Linked DNA regions of Macaca mulatta: region 2 is linked to region 1. The links are chromatin contacts, called in public Hi-C maps. All regions are on one chromosome and are shown on one strand. The core of a region is the stretch at or near the end of the contact, and the rest is flanking DNA. Distances in the headings are between cores, read along the strand shown. Region 1 holds the start of GTF2A1 (general transcription factor IIA subunit 1). Region 2 holds the start of SEL1L (SEL1L adaptor subunit of ERAD E3 ubiquitin ligase).

Evidence for each region. Hi-C and Micro-C count contacts between places; a contact is called where the count stands out from the background.
Region 2: a Hi-C map of liver shows a contact between it and region 1, with 2.5 times the contacts expected there. The contact joins the promoter of SEL1L here to the promoter of GTF2A1 in region 1. A contact is called at or near these places in 2 of 14 Hi-C or Micro-C datasets (CD4 T cells and liver).

What each region holds. Positions count from the first base shown.
Region 1 is chr7:154,447,564-154,450,494 of T2T-MMU8v2.0, forward strand. It overlaps GTF2A1 (general transcription factor IIA subunit 1), which reads right to left and starts at 1,339. Exons shown (of 9, transcript NM_001257710.2): 1 at 1,234-1,339. The coding sequence starts at 1,263.
Region 2 is chr7:154,767,607-154,770,484 of T2T-MMU8v2.0, forward strand. It overlaps SEL1L (SEL1L adaptor subunit of ERAD E3 ubiquitin ligase), which reads right to left and starts at 1,550. Exons shown (of 21, transcript XM_001105925.5): 1 at 1,384-1,550. The coding sequence starts at 1,453.

The DNA of each region.
Region 1 (2,931 bases), core at 89-2,588:
ATTACAGCGTGAAAAAAGGACCTAGAAATAAATTGAGCTCTGCACGCGCCTGGCTCTCGCCTCGGGAGCACGCACCTCCCAGCCCCGCTCTCAGCAGCTCTCACTATTTAAAGCCGGATCTGGTGTTTAAATGGAGAGGCGGTGACGTAGTACTGAAAAGCACCTTCCCATCCTGGCAGAGTCTATATTAGAGAGCGGCAATGGCTCTATATAAACAGGGCAGCCAAAGGGAGGAGGACCACAAGGCTCAGGGACTGAAAAGCAGGGTAAGCGGCCGCAGCCATGATGGATCGACCCGAGTCGCCAACGGTACGGTGTCGGGCGGCCGCGGGCTGGTCTGCGGCATTTGGGACAGGGCAAAAACGTGTTTTATTGTCATCATAAAAATAAGAGTTGGGTGGACTAGTGATCACATTGCGTTGGTGACTGAAAAGGTTATTTATGTGACTGCTTTTTGCAAACCTACGTGATCTCAAGTAACCAAAAAGGGACCAACGGGAAGAAGTAGGTAAATTTCAAGGCGAAAGCGGGGACACTTGGACCACTGCAGGCTTTTTTTGTTTGTTTTGGTGCTTCTGCTAGTCGAAGATACGATGGGGGTCTTCCCCTTCGCCATTTTACCCATTCGGAAGGAACTGAGATAAGTGCTTTTCAACCAACCTTCCTCCTTTTTTTAAACATAAAATGGCCCCAGTGAAGGTTCCCAAAGCACAACAGCCAGAAAAAACCTAAGTAACCCCCAAAGTAATCATTATTCTTCCACTGCATTAAAGTGGATCACGGTGGGTCTCGGGGGTTCGCCCGATTCCCCAGACACGGTTTTTGTTCTGCAGCCGCTCGGGGAGCCCTCGTCAAGACAGCACGGACGGGCCCCTCGCGGGGAAGCGGCGGCTCCCCTCCCGCCCTCCCTCCCGGCGGCCGGGTTCTGGGGCCGGGGCTGCACGCCCGCCCGGGCCCAACGGCCTCCGCGGCCCGGCCCGGCCCGCGGCTGCCCCAGGCCCCGCCGGCGCCCCCGCCCTCCCCGCGCCGCGAGCCCTCGGCGCCCCCCCGCGCCCGCCGCCCGGCGCTCCGGCCCGATCCGCCCGAGGCGGGAAGCGGCGGCGGCGGCGGCGGCGGCCGCGCGGACGGCTGAAGAGTCGAGGCCGGGAGTCGCCGCCGTCCCCGCCCCCGCCCGGTCCGGCCGTTGCTGCCGCCTGAACGAAGCCCCCGCCGGCCACCGAACCACGTCCTTACCACGGTGTTTGTATTTGCCGAGTTCGCCATTTCCACACACAACACAAACAAGAGGGGGCAACCCCAAGAAAACAAGATAAAAACAAAACCAAAAAAAAAAAAAAAAACTAAAACACCCGGAGGGTGACCCAAATCACCACAAGATTGGGGAAAAAATTTTAAACAAAATCAATCCTGAAGGAGTAAGGGAGAGCGGAGAGAGGAGGAGGGGGGCACTCCTCCCGCAGCTAAAAACCTCGAGAATCGCCTTTAAAAAAAAAGCCACGACCCTTTAGGGGTCCGGGGGGCGTTGCCCGCTCCCCACCCCGCGCCAAGGAGGGAAACCACCACCGGTCGCCGCTCCCTGCGCCGCCGCTGCCGCCACCGGCTGCAGCTCCAGCCGTCCGGTCCGCCCGCTTCTCTCCTTTATATAGCGAGCCAACAAGCTGCGCGAGCCGCCACCGCCGCCGCCGCCGCCGAGAAACAGGGTGAAGGGGGAGGGAGGGGCGGAAAGGGCGGGGGCAGATGTGGGCGGGGCTGAGCGCGAGACACCGCGAGAGCCGCGTGCGCAGGCGCGCCGGGGCGGAGGCCGCCGCGAGCCGCGTTGTCACGCGCCGTGGTGGGTGCTGGGCTGGCGGAGCCCGGGGAGTGAACTAGTGTAGTCGGACCTACGCCTCTCCAACGCTCGCCTGATCACGTGGTTGGCACCCAGGCGGAAGTCTGCGGCAGTTCTTTGCGGTGAAGTACTTGCAAAGCATTGCTGGAAAAGACGCGAGTTCTAGTGACACTCCGAAGCTAGGTGGGACCGCCTCCTGTCGCAGGTTTCCGCCCGGTCCCGCGCTGTAGGAGTTAGGAAATGTGAGAGGCGGTGCCTACTGCCTCACTAGGAATGGCCGCGGAGGAGGATTGGTCACGTGGCGTAGCTTCCGGCCTCTGGCGCGTTCCTATTCGGGAAGGTTTTAAATGCGGAGTCATCTCTTGATTTGTCAGTGAGGCTTTGACTATAAGCTTCTCGGCTTTCGCGCCTCACCAAGGGTGGGTCTTTCGCGCGCAGAATTGTATAGGATTTCCCAAAGGGAGTAAACGCCGATCGGGGCCCACTTTTAACATTCCAGAATTAGTAACCTCTGATTCGTTTGTTTCCACACTGGGTACGCTGCGAAGACTAGGCTTAAGTTGCCCAGAGGTTAGTTCTCTACTAGCCCACGTACTTTAATTTATCACGCTAGTGGAGATGCGGTGGGGAAGAAAACCCCACCAGCCTTTGGATTATAACAGCACAGTAACTTTCCCTGGTTTTTAAAAATATTGCCAAAAACTGCGACTCCGCATGGCCAACGTATAGTGACTGATCACATTGAAATGCATGCCCTTGACCCAGCAACTCTCATGGCCTCTCGCTATAAGAGAGCAAGCAGGCTGTGTTCCATGTGCAATTCAATAAGCTTTTGACCTATTCTGCCCAAGCAAATCCTGCCTTTATATCGACATTGCAAGCGGAACAGAGAATGCTGTTTGGAAGGCAGAATTCATAGTACCTAATTTTCTTGTCCCTGGGAATTTTGAGGGACTTGAGATGTCGCTTGGATGAGTGAGGGAGTTTGTCTTCCAGAGACAAAGCAAAACGAAATGTCAAAGTTCTGTGCTGGTGAAACCGGATTTGAAAAATATCAAAGGCGTCTTACCAGAGAGGGAAAAAAAATGAATCCTGCCAAGACT
Region 2 (2,878 bases), core at 300-2,799, 320 kb after region 1:
ATGTATACCTGAGCTGTTCCAGACCTAAAACCACATGTTTAACAACCCCATAAGAGGAATTCTGATGCAGAAGGTCCATGGTCCAGCAGGTACTCTACTCATTAAGCTCAACAACTTCATTTCATGCTTTTTGATCAAATATTAAATAACTGCTAAAAGTGCTTCCAGAGTTATGTAGAGTCTAAAGATCTGGTCATTAAACTCAAACCACCACTACTACTGGAGGGAGGCGAGTGGACCTCAAAGAATGACGTTGGCAGTAAAGTAATTAGCACAGGGTTGGTGCTTTTGAAATGGAATTTCAAACCACATCATGGATAGAATTTAGGTTTAGGCCTCTTATTTTAGAAGCAGAATGACGTTATGGCACTGATTTACAACTAGGACAGGTAATTTGGGGATTCAAATAACCACCTGGGAAATTTTCTGTTAAAAAAAAGCTGACATTTATTTAAAAAGTTGACATTATACTCTGTGTTGTCTCCCCAAAACGTAAAGCCACAGAACAGCTGTCTTGTTAACTGAAACAGATTAAAATTCCAAAGTTTACTGTACTAATTTTTCTTTATCAACACTTAGAAACACGAAGTTTTTCATGAACCCTCTCAAAATGGAAATTTTCAAATGTAGGCAGATTAAAACATTAAAAAAAGGTGGGGGGTGGGGGACTAGAACCAGAATAAAAATTAGCTAACTGGAAAATCAATTCAAAAGCACACAAATTTCTATCTATATAAAACGCAACTTATAAGAACCAAGATTTTCCCAAACATCATAAACAAACATGGGGCAACTCAGAAACACTGCCCCAGGTCACCGCTTTCTCAGGAAGGTTTCAAAAAAGTAGAAAGTGGCTACGAGGAGATCAAAAGTCTTTGTTTTTAAACAAACGGACCAGGGACCATCACAGGTGTTAGGCAAACTCACCAAACTACTGTCAACATCCTGGTCTGGATGGATCCTCCTCTGCCCTAAAGAGACAGCTCCAGGTTTGTCAATTATTTAACTTTCAATTCCCAAGCCCAGAGTTCCAGACCAGACCCTTCCTCTACCCCAGGGTCGAGGAAGCACCACTCCGGCTCCTGGGTCGGGATTCATTCTTTTGGAGTCAATTCCGCGTTCGTGAGAGAGAGTCGCGTAAAGTTTGTTACGTGGGAGAGAGGTGTGGGCGGAGTGACCGCGCCTTCTTTTTCCACCCCACTCCACCTCCCTAAATAGCCCCTTCGGCGCAGGCCAAGCAAAGCCAAAGAGCGAGTGACAGGCCAGTGCGAGGTGTGCCCAAGGAGAACGGGGTCCGGAGTCTGGGTCCCCACGGCTCCGGCCGGCGGTAGAGGCTGGGGGGCGGAGGCTCTGGGCCTTCAGCCCAAGGGGGCGGATACTGACCCGAGGACGCCGAGGCCGAGCTCAGCAGCACCGCACAGAGCAGCAGCGTCAGCCCTATCCGGACCCGCATCCTGCTCTCGGGGCCGGTGCCAACCCCTAGAGATGTCGCCTTCGCCTCTGCCACCACGGAGTCACCGCCGCCGCTTCGCCGCTGCTCTTCCTGCTCTAGTCTCCTTCCTCCGCCCCTTCCCAGGCCTCCCTGACCCAGGGCGCAGCCAATCCCCGCCCGCCGTCGCGGGCGTCTGGTCCAATCACCATGGTCTCCCCGCCCGCCCCCATTGCTCCGCCCCGGGGTCATTCATTGGCCAATCATTGTCCCAGGCTCCCACACCAGCTTTCCCGGTTGGACCACGACTCACGGACATGGCCCCTGCTAATTGGTAGCACCGTTTCAACCGGAATCAGGGCGTGAATCAAAGACTGAGAGAAAAGAGGCTCATCCAAGACTACAATTCCTAGAAGGCACTTCATGTGATTAACTCGGGGGATGCTCTTGGGAAATGTAGTCCATCGTGGGGCAAGATTTACAAGTGCGGGTGACTGTTAAAGTTAGAATGTAACTAACACCTGAACTAAATTTTAACTCAAGGCTATGGATTCACAAGCCTTTTTAAATTGACCCAAAATAAATATTAAGGAATAATTTTAAGAACTTGTAATGTGTTTAGCGTTTTTTCCTGTTTTATTAAAAAAATTTAAGTTGGGCATAGTGATATGAACACTGAGAAAAATGCCACTGCTAGTTGAATTTGAGGTGTTTTTTAAAACTTAGATAAAACAGTACCGTGAAGTATGGAAACCAGGGTGCAACTCACTACCTCTCCTCCTTTCTCCGACAAAACAAAAGGAAATAAATCCACTCAGTACAGATTATCTCAATACAGTATTTGTTTTCACTGGGTTCACCAGACAATAATCATCTAGAAAATGTGCCAACAGCGTCTGAAAAAGTATTTTAAACACTTGTCCTCATCATTCTCTTCTTGTGAGTTGCATTGTTCTCTTCTTTCCTAACTAAAGTCAGGAGACCAGGTTCATGTGTGTGGAGGTAAAGGTGACAGTGATTGCATCGCAGGCACAGAAATACTCTATGTAATAAGCACCAATTCCAGGCATGTTCCAACTGGGTAGTAGAGCAGTGGCTTGGTGTTCCTGGCCCTTCTTTCATCAAACCTTGTCGTTCTGCTTTCCCTATCATCCACCCACAGTCAGCTCTAAGGCCTAGAACCTCGTCCAGCCAAGTGAAGGGCTTTGGAAAAGTCTCTGCTGGCCATGTGTCTTAGCACTTCTGGGCATTTGTCTTTGTCTTCCTTTTTTTTTTTTTTTTTTTTTTTTTGAGATAGAGCCTTTTATTTTCAGGAAGATGGTAAAAAACCAACCACTGTTTCTCATTCACATCGGAGGAGTTGAAGGAAAGAATTATCTCCTCCAAAAACTTGTCTTTTCAACTACAACCTCCTCGGCTCTCATCACCATTTGTGTCACTAACAATGTT